2 separate regions of the Oryzias latipes genome follow, and region 2 is linked to region 1. A link is a contact called in public Hi-C data. All regions are on one chromosome and are shown on one strand. The core of a region is the stretch at or near the end of the contact, and the rest is flanking DNA. Distances in the headings are between cores, read along the strand shown. Region 1 overlaps LOC101155277 (fumarylacetoacetate hydrolase domain-containing protein 2). Region 2 holds the start of LOC101157459 (dual specificity protein phosphatase 2).

Region 1 (7,952 bases), core at 3,642-6,141:
CAAGCTAAAAACCTTTCTACTCTTAATGCCTTAGTTACATGCACTCATTTGGGGGGGGTTGGACCTGTACGAGGGCTGCTGGTTTTTGGTCTCAAGGGAGCGCAGTTCCCTTGAGACTTGTCCGGCTACTTAAAGGGACGTTATGAAAATGGAACGTACCGTTGTCGTAAGAACAATGTAAGTTACATATAATTATGACAAACAGTTGTACTATGTCTATACCAGTCATTAGTGAGGTGCACACACTGACTTCTAACTGACCACACCTGGGTGTGCACATGATACATTAGTGCCCGTAACATGTCCACGCAAACTGAACTCTGATGGTCTCATTTCCATCAAAGTCGAGAAATTGGCTTGAACAGCACTAGCGGTCCTTTGCAAACTGCGCAGGTTTGGGGGGTATTAAAAAAAACACCCGTGCGATGTGCCTACGTCTCACCTACTTACTTCACCCTTAAATCCCCTCACGCGTTGTATAAGTGTTCGCAACAACCTGACGCCTACAGCAAAAATGTGCACAGAGCCGTCTACGACTTTGATATTACCTGCAGACCACCTGCGTGTCCCATAAAGGTTTGCCCATTTTTCCCCTTCAGACAGCTCGTATGCTGCTGTAAGGGAAGTTGTGACTAAGGTTTAGGTGTGTTAACACCTCATGTCCCTACTTTTAATCATTTGGTCTTTGATTCGGACTGGGTCTTTGGTTTGTGGAACCAATCACATGGCGCCGTGGGCGTGATGATGATGAAGACGCAGTATCTGAGCCGAAAAAGAGAGTTTTAGCTTGACCTCATAGCGGCTCATTGCTTTAATAAAAAACAGTTCAATACGTCTATATACGTCAAAACACAGATTTCAGCCGACTGCTTCAGAGTTCTTGATTTGGTTAATCAAGAGTGAGAGGATCTCTGTGGAATGGAGAACTTTAGTGGTGCAAAATTATGAGATAACAGTAAGAAAGGGGAGAAAATGTATTTGCTCTTAAGTTAAAGTGGAGCTGGAAGCTTCGAGCTGCAGTTATTTTTCACCTTAAGCACAAACATACAAGAAAGCAGCATGTCGCTGAAGCAGCAAATACTCCAGCCACTATCTCAGCAGACTGACTTTGCTTTGCTTTTTTTTTTTCTTTCTTTTTCTTTGCTGCAGAGGCTGAGTTTGTGCGACAGATCCACTCCCATCTGTGGAACACAGCAAATCAGAAGAAGCAGTATTACGGTGAGGTCAGCATGACATCCCCTCCCAAAAACACAGACTCGCACAAAGATCCTCCATTTCTTTGTGTCATAACTTTAAAAGCTTGTCACCTTGTCTTTTCCCAATGAATTTGTGCTGTAGCACAGATCAGTCTCCATAGTTGCAAGTTGCTGATATGAAACCTCAGAGAGTTGGAATCTGCTTAAAATGATGCCCTTTAATAATACACCGTCTGAAAATTACCATCCCACTGGTAGAGGCTTTGTTCTGTTATCCCGACCTGGTTTTCTATAATGGATATTTGCCTGTTCTTTTCATTCATGTGTGTCTTTGTGCTGTGTTTCACAGAGAGTTGCTCGGAGGAGGCGGCACACACTGCTGTTAGAACACTAATAGACCTCGGGGTGGGTGACAGCCTATAAATGTGTGTGTGTCCCAGTTCACCCGATTACAAGCACAAATGTCAGAACTAAAACTCTGCAGCTTTTGCTGGAATACAACTATGAGGCCCCACTTCAGCACGGACAGGAACCTGGGCTGGTTTTGATGTCACAGGACAGAAGAAAATTGGGTTTCATGCACTAATGTCGGCCTACAAGAGAATTCATGAGGCCACGGGCGCCGGAGATGAAACATTTAGAGATCAAAGCTTTTGAGGTTTAAAATAAAATGTTTTAGAAGTAATCTTTCCCTTTTATTTAACAGAAATGCAAATTGAATTTAAATCAAATGTATCCAAAACATTAATTTTATTGTCATTTAACCCTTAAGAGTCTGGAACTTTATACTGTTTTTTTACTACTTTACAATTTGCCCTAAAAAATTGCAATTATTTGTAGCTTTTTTAAGGATATTCTTTTCAAAATATTACATGATTTAACAAAAAACCTGAAACTTTACAGAAAATGTAATTCTAAGTAGAATAAAAACTTCAAGGATTTATTTCAAGGGCTGTCATAGACATATCACTCATAATTATCAGAATCGATTTAATTTGTGACTTTCTCGGTTCTTTCGATCCGATTCGATTTTGAATTTACACGGTTTGCACATTTAGACATATTTGTATAGATATACATTAATAATCTGTATATATTTTGAAGATATTTATATGAATCTGATACAGTTTAATTTTCAGTTCGATTCAATTTTATTTGTATAGCCCAAATTCACAACAACAGTCTCGATGGGCTTCGAATCAGTAATTGTAAATGTAAAACATAGACATAAAACAAGGATCATAATTACATAGAATTCAATAGGAAAATACTAAATTGAACTAACGAACTGACTAGACTAAACTAAACGGTCATCCCTGCCCCTCAGACCCCCCTTCACGGTAAGGAAAAACTCCTAAAAAAACGAATTCCGGAAAGAACGAAGAAACCTCAGGGGTGCCCACATGAAGGAGGGATGCTCCCCCAGCGCGAACAGGCGATTTACCAGAACTCATTGAGAAGAATTCACTTATCTAACTCTACAACTACATATTTAAATGGAGTTGGGGGGACGGCCGAGGACGCGAGTCGAGCCAGGACCCTTACTGTAAAATTATTGAAAGGAGAAGCTCCAACAAAAATGTGCGGATCATGATGTTCCGCCTCTCCTGGAGGGCGTTTTAGCTTGGCTACTAGGTGGCGCTAGCATTACACTATATTCCAGAAAATTTGAGCAAAAATAACGTGCTTTAGACTACAAATGGTTAAAAATGTTTTCTCGAAAGAGTTTGGGAAATTCCTGCCTGTGAGTATATGAAGCTGTTTATTTAGTCAACAATGTACGTTTAGGTCGAACGAGCTTTAGCATTAGCCGTTCTGGGGGAAATTCCTTTATACGTTCGCATCAATTTGGCGGACTTTGGTTTTACCGATGTTGTGGGTTAAGTCACTGGAAAAGGAAAGGCATTAAAGATCTATCTCTACTTTTTTGGATTGATTACTGATTTATCAAGCTTGAAATTGATTGAGATCAATTTTATTAATCCAGCCCTAGTCATAACTCCTCTTAAGTATGTTCTACAACCAATTATTTTTAAGCTAATAACTTTTTTTAGCCTTCAGGTTAAATTTTGAATAAAATCTAGACTAATGGGGGGTCAGCATCATTCTTACATCATTGTAAACGATCATGTTAAAGTAATGTAACATATTAACCTGATGACTTGGTTTACCTAAACTTTTCATAGGTTTTTTATATCTATAAGTTTGAGTTTTTAAGCTAGCATATGGGTACTTTTGCCTAAAAACAAATGGATCAATTTTCCAGAGAAAATGTTTTAATTAAAAAGTAATTTTATTGGTAACACCCCCAAAATAATTTGTGTATTGGTCTACAGGTATTGGGAAAAGAAAGTCAAATGTTTTCTTTCCAACTCTCTTCGTGACGATAAAGTCTGCTCTCACTCCACAAACTAAGTGCAAACATTGATGAGAGCAGTTAGTTTGCATTTTTATCATCTCGCTGCGACAGTTTTAAAGTCTGAACGTTGTTTTTCATGCAGCATAAAGCACAAAGATGATCTGATTTGTCCTGTGGCGAAGAAAATCAGCATCTGCCGTCTCCGTCTGCAGACTCTGCAAAGAACAATAAAGAGGAGGGGCAGCATGGCTGACTGGCATCCGATTTAACTCCCATTAGATCTGAAAAAAGATTGAAATAAAATACTTTTTATGGGTCAATATTAGTCCACCAATTTTCCACTGAAATAGTTTAGCGCTCAAGCTTTCAGAGGTTTGATTTTCTCAGGTCGATGAAAACTTCCATTTTAAATTTAGGCATTCATTAACCCATATATAGATATATGTGCTAAAGTCTCCTGTGGCAGTCAGATTTTATGATTTGAGGTAGATTTGGCAATTATCCTCTTGTGCCCCAATTGTGTTTTTTTGCTTTTTTTTTTTTTTGTAGAAAAGTGACGTAAAAGAAGACAAACCGAGCTCCCACACTGTTAAAGTAAAAGTGAACAAAAAAACCCTGATTACTGTCTGTTAACGCTGTGGCTGTGTTGATTTTAATTCAGGTCCTCTTGGAGGAGCGTCAGACAGGAGGTGTCTTCCTGGGTGTCAGTCCTTTGTTCCAGTTGTCAGAGAACAGACAGAAGCTGCATTGCTTCATCACACAGTATCTCTACAGTTAATGTTCTCCAGCTTTGTTCAGCTGCAGAATCTCATCCTTTTGTTAGGGAAGCCTCTGTTCATTTAAAAGCTCTCATTTAAAAAGCTTGTATTTTCAAGTAAATTGCTTATATATATATATATATTTTTTTTTACAACTCTGTGAAAGAGACATTTCTTGCAGTGGTTTTTTTTTCTAAGGTTGGTTGCAAAGAAATAGCAGTAGATTTTTGATGGAGTTCCGGTAATCCACTGTGAAATCGCCGTTTTGGCGTTTGTAATTAAAGCTGCTCCTGTTTTGTGCTTATGTAAAGTCGATAGATAATAAAAGTCCTTTTTTTGTGTTGTACACAGCAAGTCATCTCCTGTGTTTTAACAGAAAAGACCCAAAGCCCTCATTGTGAGTGGTTCTCCTGCTAAACGTGGATGGGCGTGCTGAGTCAGGCCTCTGGAGCTCCTCTGACACGGACCTTTGGACGAGGAGATGAATCGATGTTTGACTTTATTGGGAACTGTGGCATTTTACGGCTGTCTGTGCGGTCGTAAGTCAGGGCAGCTGCTCCGCATCCTCAGCTCCAGCCACTCTGAGTCTTTACTGCCACCTAGTGTTGAAACCAAACAGTAAAAAAAAAAACACAAAAGGAGCAAAACTTCTGCACTCAGGCTTCCAGTTAACGGGGAGAATATTTTTTTTTGTGTGTGCGCCTTAACCTGCTATGTTGCGAAATAATCATAACTATGCTACCCATTTGTATGATTTCTTGCTGCCTTTTAGTGACAGGCAGAAATCCCATCATGCTTCAGCTGATTCATTTATGTTAAACAACAAATAGGCTGATTATGATGACCACTCCAAGATAAATGGTGTTTTTAACATGTTCTAGTATCTTACTGATGACGTAGGTAAGAAAGTTTAGCTCAAAATTGCATTTGAGTATTTCCGTTTAAAATATTCTAAATCAGGAGCAGTTTGGGGGGGGGGGGGGGGGGGGGGGCACGGAAAAAGCTTGTGTGATGTACTGGTAATGTTAGGTTGGGGGTGTGAGGGGTTGTAAGCTAACCAGAAGTGTATGTGAACAAAGGGATGATGGGAAATGGAGAGGATTACTCTGCACCAACAGTCCGGCGCACAACTTCTAATGAAGTGCCGCTCTACAGAAACTGTTCTAGAAAACGACAGTTTTTGGCTAAAAACGTCACAATTAAGACCACCAGGAACACTTTTACAATAGATTAAAAGATAATTAGAGAGAGACTTTAAGATCTTTACTCTAAAAATTACTTTTAGCAACCTTTCAGTGGATAAAAAAGACAAAAACAGTAAAACTCAATTAATTATTTATGAAATTTCCGGATTTATTCCAACTTGTCTCTCATATGCAAACCCCATACCTCAGAAAGTTGCTGCTTTCACCTAAATAACAGAACAAACCAGCTTCATGGTTCTGATTGGTTCAAAACATCAGAGCTTTTATTTTTACCCGTTAAAATAAGTCAAGAGGTTCACGGGTTCTGCTGTATAGCGAGTAGGAGGCAGCGGATGGACACTTTTACAACCGCTGATCACAGTGATTCATTATGTTGAGTCACATAATTGCAGACTTCCATGTAGTAAAAAAAAAACCCAATGCATTTTCAATCCTCGCTTTTGTTGAAGTGTCCAGAATAAACACTCATCAGGGACGCGGTGCTAAAGTTAGCTGCTGGTGATTGAACAGGGGCTCTGTCTGATCAAAGGTGGCATCTAACTGAACTGCTGGCATTCCTGGAGGTTCAGATGACTCTGTTGATTATGGAGCCTAACTGGTCTATCTGGCACTCCACCACGTCTCCTTTCTGAAAAAGAGCGGAAAAAAGGATAAAATTCACAAACGGCCCTCTCCACATTTAGGGTTAAAGGTCTGGATCCCTTCATTGTTTCTATTTGTTAAAAAAAAGACAAATTTAACTCAATTTAACTTATAACGTTGACATCTTGTTTCTTCAGATAAAAGGAAAACTTTGGCATTTCATTTTAGGCATTAGGTTATACCTCCTTTCAGCAATATCAAAGTCAGGCAGCACTAACTGCTAAAATCTGAGAACCTTTCAGTCTTTTTGACATTTCTAGGTCACTTTGTCCACAATGTGGCACAGAGTTTATTTTGAGTTGCACAAGCCGTGCTCCTTTTTTTTTCCATCTCTAATTGATTCAGCTTACAAAATGTCCTGTCAGCAAAAGATCATTTTCTCTTCTTTTTCTCCAAGAGACACTTTTTGTTTTTGAGCCAAATGTTTCCAAACTGCATCTTATCCGTTTTAGACCTCCACTAACAAACCTCTGATAACAGATTTAGTGTGGACGGCGCTGGAAAGATGCTCGGCTTTAGGGAGCAGTCTCTCTAAAGTCTGCTAATTGGTCTTTTGCGGTATTTAAAAAAAAGTCTTTAATTTGCCGTTTTAAGCGTAAAGGCTTTTTAGGGCTTCAATTATCAGATATATTTGGAGGTACTTCAGAGTGCAAGTGGCTGCTGCTGATGCTTGTTGAGAGAAGTTTTGAAGCGTCTGCTTAACCAAACAAATATGAAGTATTCCAGGTCGGGATTCTGTTCTTCCCTAAAAGTTGATCTGGAAGACGGTTGGGTCGATCCTTGCAGTCTCTTTAGACTGCTTCAGAGATGTTAAAAATGTGTAGATGCCGTGAGAACAGATGCAAATGTCAACCAGCCAGTGATTAGCAGAACAGTTGGCTGACGTCCTGTTCCTGGCGGGGTAATTATGCCCCGCCGCCGTCCTGGACTGTCAGGAACCAGATTGTTTTTATCAAATCTTCTGTCTTCCTTTGCCTATCAGGGAAAATTTAGCCCCCGCCACTTATATAAAACAACTCAACAAAATTTGCAAACACCTTGTGTGATGTTAATGCATGATGAGGACAACCAACCCGAAAAATGATGACATGGTCGCGGGCTAAACCGTCTAAAAAGGACCAATTGGGCCAAAATGTCAAAATCCACCAACGAAAGCAAACCACACGTGTCGGGATATCCAAAGCAAATAATTATGGGATTTTTTTTATTTTTTACTATTTAAACATTTCAAACAGCTGTCAGAAACTGTCACTTTTCGCGCGTGAACCTGAGATGGAATTAAGTTGGAAAGCTGGTTTAGACTTGATGAAAAGGAGGAGGTTTGTTCTGGCCTGCAGGTGTCAGGACGTTTTAAACTTCTGAAGTAGTTCACGTGCAAACTTCTCAGGAGGTCTTCCTTCCGCAGCACAGGTCATGAATGTGAATTTCTACAGCAGCAGTACAGAAAAAGGCTGTTTTTGAGAGAAAGTTTGTTGTTTCCATAAGGAAATAAATCCTGGATAACAAGCATTTGAACCAGCACCCCTAAACAAGCCTGTCATTATTTTGTCTTCCTATAGAATTCTTACTTTATTTGAAGCAACTAATAAAATATTAAATGCATATGTCTACTGGCTGTAGGGAAGCAACAGAGTTGCCAACTGTTCTCCTTTTGCAGGTTTCTCACCAACTCTTCATGAAAAAGATGCCAAGTGTTGTTGAGGTCAGGAAGAACATTGATGTTCTGCTGTTCTCTTCAGATTTCATTCCTTTACAAATCCACAGCAGCAATCAACAGTTTAAATTTCAAAAT
Region 2 (7,952 bases), core at 2,468-4,967, 140 kb before region 1:
AAAAAACTTATTTCTGCTTTCTTGACTGTTTTTTTCTTTTGACACCTCCTTAACTGTTTTTGTTATACTTTGCACAAAGGTCAACGTTTTATTAAATTTAGGAACAATCCACCAAAGTAACTTATTTCAAGCTAAAGTCTGTAAAATCACAGTGTTTATTGAAACAGTTATTTATCATTGAATCTCCTTGATCCTTTCTTTTTATACAGTTGCTCCTTTGCCTTGCCAGACTCTCAGATCTTTTGTCACCCTGCCCTCCCTACCATATGGAGACAGCGACTCACCCTTTCGGCCCACAGAGGCCCGGCTGCTGCCAGTCATCGCCATGGTTGCTGCTCTGAGTCTGATCGTGAGCGTAGGCCTCATAGTTGTTTTAGGGTGAGACTGAGTGGGGGTAGGGGAAAAAAGTGGGGTGTGATGTCTACAGGAAGACTGGAGGTGTAAGAAGTGATGCAGAGCAGACTCAATGATGCAAGACAGTGAACCATGTGTTATATTTTTTTAATTTAATGGACTGGTTGAACGCAAATTTGTTTGATCAGTTTCAAGATATTTAAATTTATGCACACAGAAAGGCGAGCAAGAGGAAGTCATGGTTGGGTTATTTTAGCACATTTATTGTTTGTGTTTTTTTTTATATAGATTAATGATAACGCAGAAGAGAGAAGAAGTCAACAGTCTAAGAAGAAGAGGAGGAATATGAAGGAAAATACAGACAGCACTGCATGACAACTATATCACCTACAGTAAAAAATATTCCCTAATGACTAAAGAGTTTTCTCACAGTTTTTTCACTTCCGGTTGCACATATTGCTCTCTGGTAAAAATGAGTTTCCCTGCACGAGATGTTCTCGGAATTACAAGGAAGTGAACTCCGTCAGAGAAGTTAATTAGACTTCAGGAGTTGATAAGTTTTGTCAAAGTTAAAGTTGACTTTTGCCCCGCGAGAGGGACTAAAACGTCTCACTCAAGACAAAAAATAAAACCTGTAGTCCACTTGAAACATTGCCTTGCTTCTGAACAAAGACATATTCTGCCTGAATGAAGTGATGCCGCTGTCACATGGCTGATCAGGAGAGGATGCAGGGAGAGGGTAAACCTCACATAGATTAGTGTTTTTCAGAGATTTATGACCCCAGCCATCAAATTAATCCTGGATAATCCCCTCTATCGGGAGGGAGGGGCAGAAAAGCAAACGTTTTAATCAAAGCTTTTGCTGATGTTTACTTACATATATTTCTTCTTGTAACTCTGAAGTCAGTGGTCTTACATTTTGTTGATACAAAATGATTCTAACCTACTCATCAATTATTACAAGTCTGCATGTTAAAGTGGCGCAATTTATTTGACTCACTCAATGCGTTGCCTTATGTTCGGCTTACGGTAAAAAATGCAAATCGACAAGTTGAAGCATTATGTCACCAGAGTGATATTGAAACATTAAAAACTAAAAATGAAATTAAAGGTTTACACTGTGTGAGTCATCGTAGACAGGAAGTTACCATCATAAATCTTTTCTGGGGGTTTCTGACAAAGCCTTGAATCAGGGTGGTAGATGGGGTGTGAGCTGTAACAACAAAGGCTTTAAGACATATTGTGAGTGAAAGCTGTGGTCCACGTAGATGATGACAGGATGTGTGTGTGGTGCTGCTTCCTGTTTGCCGACATAGGGGAGAAACAAAAAAAAGAGTAGGGAAAAAAGACACCCACATGACAGTCAATACTTTATCTTCCAGCTCTAGAGAGTTTGGGCCTTCAACATGGGTTTAAATCAGCATGTTGGGGCTTTAAGTGAGGACTAAGTAGTTAGAGCATGCCCAGACACTCTTTTGGCAGACATGACAAACAGAGTATAAGCTGTATAATAATGCTGCGTCGGCAGGGAGAGGGAATGACTCCAAGTTGTGTGGCTGAAGAAAAGCGATACACAGCAGCGTAAAGTAGTAAGAAGGAAAGTTGGAGCATACTGAAAGTGGGAGTCAGAGGTTTGAGGTATGACATTAGTGGGAAAGCAGCGTGGCTTGAATGTGGGCTGAGAGGAAATGAGGACAAAGACGTCACATTACACGTCGTCATGTGAACTACCCCACACTGAACATGAAATACTGTTTTTAGAGTGGAAATACTCCCATCCCAGATGTTCAACTGGAACTGAAACCTGCATAAAAGATTTCTATCTAAAAGCAGTTAATGTATTATTGTAATACACACTTCATAATTCTTTGTGAAAAGTGTAGCAAAGTATTTCTTTTTCAATTGCAGAAGTTAACCAGTCAGCTATTTTAGTGTCTGTAAAAACAAACGAAAGGCTTCGTATTAGATTGAACTGGATTAAGCGTAAATGACTTAAGTTAAATAAATACACAGTTTTATAGGCTAAAATAGGCTTTTAACCTCAATCAAAAAACAATCAGATCAAAACAGATGAAATGTGCCAAAGGATTTCACATAAAATTGTTTTGTCTTTGCATTTTTTAAATTAGTGCAGGTTCAGCTTGAGTAGATGTTAAATTGTAAAGATTTAGAGGAGATTTATAGCAAATAACCTTAGAGGCCCAATGTATGTATGTATGTATGTATGTATGTATGTATGTATGTATGTATGTATGTATGTATGTATGTATGTATGTATGTATGTATGTATGTATGTATGTATGTATGTATGTATGTATGTATGTATGTATATATATATATAGATATATATATAAAACAAATATTGTTGTTTTAAGCTTGCAAAATTACCTAAAAAATACCAACACAATTGTTTTTCCTCTTTTTTGAAACCATCCCTAGTGGTCATTTGAAGAACTGCCACCTTTATTCTTAGAATCAGAATAACAATATGGCGGCCTTGAATGTAACCAGTCCTTATGCAGCAACTTGTTTGTACATTAAAATGTATAAATAAATAAAGTAATAAAATATGTGTTGAAAAATGATACATTTGAAGTCAGTGCCATTCAACAGACGTATTTGTTCTTTAATCAAATTTTCAATATAACTGGGCAACAACACGTTAGGATAATCAGTTATAAGAGGACTTTCATTTGAGTTTTAGAATACATTATTAATTAATTGTGCCCCATGAACACCTGTAGTGCTAAGTATTGCATTAATTTTAGATGGATTGGGGTCAATCAGGTGACAGTGCCAATAATAAGGTTATTTCACAGCTATTTTGAGAAGCTTCTTCTCACTCTACCATCCACGAATCTAAATTTCAAAATTATTTTTGAATTTTTTTTAATTCCAGTTGACATTAAACTTTAAATATATGAGCATAAATAAAGAAAACATTTTTTTTAAATAAAGTATTAATGTACTAGTTGAAATAAATAGGTAATTGATGTTTGATAAACATATTCTTGTTCATTATTTATTTTATTTTATTTTTTTAAATTCAAAAAACACATATAGTAGCACCAAAACCAAGGTAGGCCGTTAGGAGAGGGGATGGATTAGGTTGACCCAGACCGTTTCCTCTGTGGTCGCTTCAGGGCAGCGTGGGAGGCCTGTTTTCACCCGCAGCGTAACGTCCTCTGTCACCAAAACACCGGATTACCCCGAAGACCGGCAGAAAAGTCAAATCTGACGTCACTGCCCATATCTGGAGTGTCGAGCAGACCTTATTTGGTCGTTCCGCCTCTGATGTTGATACACGGAAAACAAGGAGGAGCCGCGTGGCTCCGCCCCCCGTGCAGCTGTTATCAATGAACAAGTGAAACTATGAATCTAAAGCGGATTTAAACTGAGCTGAAAGCTCGCCGTATACTTTACACACATGTTTATATAGAAATACGTCAAGTATTGTCCTTTGTTCGTTTCTTAAACTATCTTAATTTTATTTAGTCATTTGTTTTTCGCTTTTTCGTCATGATGTCAAATAGTGTTTTACTGGAAATTACTGGAAATGAGCTGGTCCACATACTCAGGACCCCCCAGGACCAGTACACCTCTGACGGGTGCGTGGTCCTGGACTGCCGACCCTTTCTGGACTTCTCTCTCACGAACATTTGCGAGTCCAGAAATGTCAACTGGAACTCTATGCTGCGCCGTCGATCCAAGAGCTCGGTGGTGGCCCTGGAGTGGCTCATCCCGGACAAGGCGCTGCTGGGCCGGCTCCGGGCCGGGCTGCTGTCCCCGGTGGTGGTGGTGGATGAGCGGAGCCGCTGCCTGTCCGACGTGAAGCCGGAGAGCGTGGCGCACATGCTGCTCAGCGCCCTGCAGAACGAAGTCCAGGCGCAGATCTGCTTCCTGCAAGGTAACCACTTCTTAGTTAAACCAACTGTTTAAAAAAAAAAATCTTACTGAACATTTCAAATGAGGATTAAAATGTTGCAGTTGAGTTAAATCAGTGTGATCTCCATTTAGGTGGATTTGAGGGATTTTCAGAGGCCTTTCCAGAGCTGTGCCACTGTTCTGCCAGCAGTCAGCTCTCTCTGATGGAGCCAGAGCCAGCAGTGACAGGCCGGAGCACTCCTGCATATGATCAGGTAAGACCCACAAACTGTCCTTAGAACAAAACAAACATTTTTTTTTGAGGTGAGCCAGACCCACTATGGGGTGCAAGTAGAATATCAGGGGTGTCCTATCCCTCCAATTACCTAAAATGCTCAGAAAACAATATTAACATTCAGTTCAGCTGTCCATTTGATGTCTTACAAGTTTTATGTTGAATGCTATTCCTGATGCAACCCTCTGCATTTACCGGGCTTGGGACGGGCAAATCATGTCTATATCCAGCCTTGTGACTGAAGATCTTCTGAGACCAAAAGCCACATTGTGCTTAACCTTTCTTGCATGTTGCAGGACGGTCCAGTGGAGCTGCTTCCCTTCCTGTTTCTGGGCAGCGCCGTCCACTCGTCCCGCAGAGAGATGCTGACGGCAGCCGGTATCACAGCAGTGCTCAACGTTTCCTCCACCTGCCCGAACCTGTACGAGGGGGAGTTCAAGTACCTGCGTCTGACAGTGGAGGACACGCTGGCTGCAGACATCAGAGCATGCTTCAATACAGCCATTGCTTTTATTGGTGAGTCTCTAGCATCCCTAACCGTTCAGAGAGCTTCAAACTACTCTGAACAAATTGGCGTCATAGGAAATGAAACACCTAGACAGTTTATGCTCCTTAATCCATTTTTAATCCCAGACTGATGGACAAATGGTAATAATCTGGTTACAAAATAGGATTACACGGTACAAGTTGCAAGGAAAATATTTTGACACCAGTTTTTCCTCTTTACCTTGAAGTGATAAAACCTGTCAAACTGTTTTAGCTCTGCATGATGGAAATGCTGACCTCCACCTTTCCACCTTTTCCCACAGACTCTGTGAAGCAGAGTGGTGGCAGGGTCCTGGTTCACTGTCAGGCGGGCATCTCGCGCTCAGCCACCATCTGCCTGGCCTACCTCATGCACACGCAGCGTGTCCGTCTGAACGAAGCTTTCGACTTTGTGAAGCAGAGGCGTAACGTCATCTCCCCCAACCTGGCTTTTATGGGACAGCTGCTGCAGTTTGAGACGGACATTCTCTGTCAGGGATGAAGACTCGGACTCTCTGAAAGCTCGTTAAAACGAACCTATTTCAAGAACGCTTTACTCTGCGGGTTTGGAGAAAAACATGTGTTGCTGGCATCACAAGACTGAATTTTATTTTATTTTTTTTAAACAAATCAAATGGTGAATTTGTTGCTGATGCAACAAAGAGCGATGGGCATTGCAAAGCCTCGTCATTAAAAACAGTTTATAAAAAGACTGACTGACTGAGCCAACAGGTTGGAATAGAAGCAAGGTGATTTCCCTGAAGTACTTTCTGAGGAGAAAGATGTTCCTGCTCGTCTTGATTGGTGTGTTTGTGCCTTTTTTACTGGCACAAGTTTCTTTTCTTTTTTCTTCCTTGTTTGTACTTAAGTGTTTTGAGTTACAACCACAGACGTCTCTGAGAGACTCTTACAGCAAGAAAAAAAACAATTTCGTGATTTATGCTGGATTTAGAATGCACTAATTCTGTCCTAGGAAGGAAAAGTGACACTTAAATTCATTTTTGTAAATAATTCTTATTTATTTTTTAGATTCACAAAACTGTAAATGGTACTGACATGTGCTGCACTTTATACCTGCAAGTTTTGACCTGTTTCTGCTGTTATTGTTTTTTTCCACGGAATTAAAACTTGCTGAAGAACACAGTCTGTTTACGTTGTAACGACACAGCAGAAGATTCCAGCTGGAAACTGGATCAGCAGGTAATTGCATATCTTGTCATTGGTAAAAAACATGAGAGCTCTGCATCACAAGTCTGAAGTGGTTTCCCAGAGTGAGTATACACATTTGATGACCTTTTATTTAACATCTTATTGAAGATGTTAAAGGCATTGTAAAGGATTGTAACAGAGTTACAATGTTGAATCAATTGCATATTAATTAGTTAAAACATGCAGGTAATCTAGATTTAAAGGCATTCATGGAGATAAGTTCCTTTTGCCGCATATTACATGAGGATGGAGTGGAGCAGGTAAAAAGTGCTTTTCTCAACTCATGGCTTTTATTTATTCCTTTTTTCCAATTCTGTTGCATTCTAAGATCACCCTCTATGAAATAGAAGTTTACATGGGCTTCTGAAACGTTTTATGCAGAGTTAAGAATGGAAACTCCTCCATGTAGGTTTGGCACAACTCTGTCTTGCTCCTGCCCAAATGTGCAAAATGCTTTTCCTTGGTAATAAGTTCCAAGTTTTGGTGTTAACCATCTTTCCAAAAACAGGCCTCCTTGTGTTAAATGGTCGTATGATTCTTTCATCTTAATTTCACTCACATCAGCGAAAGTTAAAAAAAAAAGCTCCTCTAATTATTAACAAATGTTATGCAATATTGACATTAGCGGAACTGACATGTTTGACTTTTCCATGGCTGTTCTATACAAAAATACCCTTTGGACTTCTTTATTTTATGTCTGATAAGCTTAATGGGAACTTGAGCTGAAAATTGTGTTTTTTTTTTTTAGCCGTAGGCAAAAATGTGAACTGTCGTATGACAGGGAGCTTGTGGGGGTGAATATTTCCGATGAGCTTAACCTTTAAGCTGCAGGGCGTTTACTTACAGCTGTTGAAATGTTTCCATTTCTAAAAGCAGAACCTTTTTTTTTTTCAAAGTCTAATCAAATATCTTAAGAATGATTCAAAGAACAGTATTTCGTTTGCTGTTTAGGCAAACTGGGGAAAAAATGGTTTAAAAAGAGATATTTAACAATAAATATAGTTGGACAATAGGAGCGCAAGATTCAAGATAGGTCATTAGTTCTTCACTTATTTTTGCTATTTGCTCATGATTTTACTTTATATAAATAATGAAGCAACTAATTTCCCAAGGTTAAAAAAGTCTGAGATAGATCTCATCAGACACAAAGCTTTGTTATTTTAAACTCCTATTAGTTGTTTTATTTTCCTTGCTGCTGAGGTTCCACCAAAGATCTACACTTAATGTTTACAATGAATGCAAAAATCAACTTGTAAAATAAAGGAGAGAGCAACATTTTTAAAAATTCGGTTTAAAATCATGAATTTCTTGCCTAAATTTTCCATTAAGCTTCACCAGGTTTGCATAAATCCATGAAGATTACAATAAAAAACAGTAAAAAGAAGAAACAAAGAAATGATTAATTTGCTTTTATGAATGTGAGGCAAATGCAAACGTCTCAGAGATCAATTTAAAAGATGGATTCTTTTCTTTGTTCTTTTGAAACTTGAAAATGACACTTAGATTTATCTTGTATATGGGAAACTTAGCAAAACATTTATTTTTTGTCTTAAAGTGCAAAAACTGAATGAATATTCATGACATGCAAAATGGAAAAGGTTAAAAATATTTGTAAAACAAAAAACAAAACTGTATTTATCCCAATATATATATATATATTTATAAAAAAGTAATCCCTCCTTTTGCAAACTAATTCATGTTTTAG

The links. A called contact is a pair of places that touch in the nucleus more often than the background predicts.
Region 2: a contact with region 1 is called in a Hi-C map of embryo, with 4 times the contacts expected there. The contact joins the promoter of LOC101157459 here to the enhancer-like site in region 1. A contact is called at or near these places in 4 of 5 Hi-C or Micro-C datasets (embryo and fibroblasts).

The regions. Positions count from the first base shown.
Region 1 is chr9:6,575,295-6,583,246 of ASM223467v1, reverse strand. It overlaps LOC101155277 (fumarylacetoacetate hydrolase domain-containing protein 2), which reads right to left. Exons shown (of 8, transcript XM_011478917.3): 8 at 5,646-6,146. The coding sequence ends at 6,084. LOC101156981 (glycerol-3-phosphate acyltransferase 2, mitochondrial) reads left to right here. Exons shown (of 23, transcript XM_011478919.3): 21 at 1,150-1,218; 22 at 1,546-1,601; 23 at 4,217-4,667. The coding sequence ends at 4,333. Among protein-coding and RNA genes, the nearest start is that of LOC101155277, 18 kb to the right of the region's middle. Within about 2 kb of position 4,891, at least 1 of the 8 cell types and tissues checked has an H3K27ac peak or open chromatin away from gene starts, as enhancers often do. A contact at or near this core is called in embryo, where this site is marked.
Region 2 is chr9:6,714,222-6,722,173 of ASM223467v1, reverse strand. LOC101157459 (dual specificity protein phosphatase 2) reads left to right here and starts at 3,717. Exons shown (of 4, transcript XM_004072279.4): 1 at 3,717-4,261; 2 at 4,372-4,493; 3 at 4,810-5,029; 4 at 5,323-6,181. The coding sequence starts at 3,874. The coding sequence ends at 5,540. It overlaps izumo1 (izumo sperm-egg fusion protein 1), which reads left to right. Exons shown (of 10, transcript XM_020705774.2): 9 at 210-378; 10 at 643-772. The coding sequence ends at 703.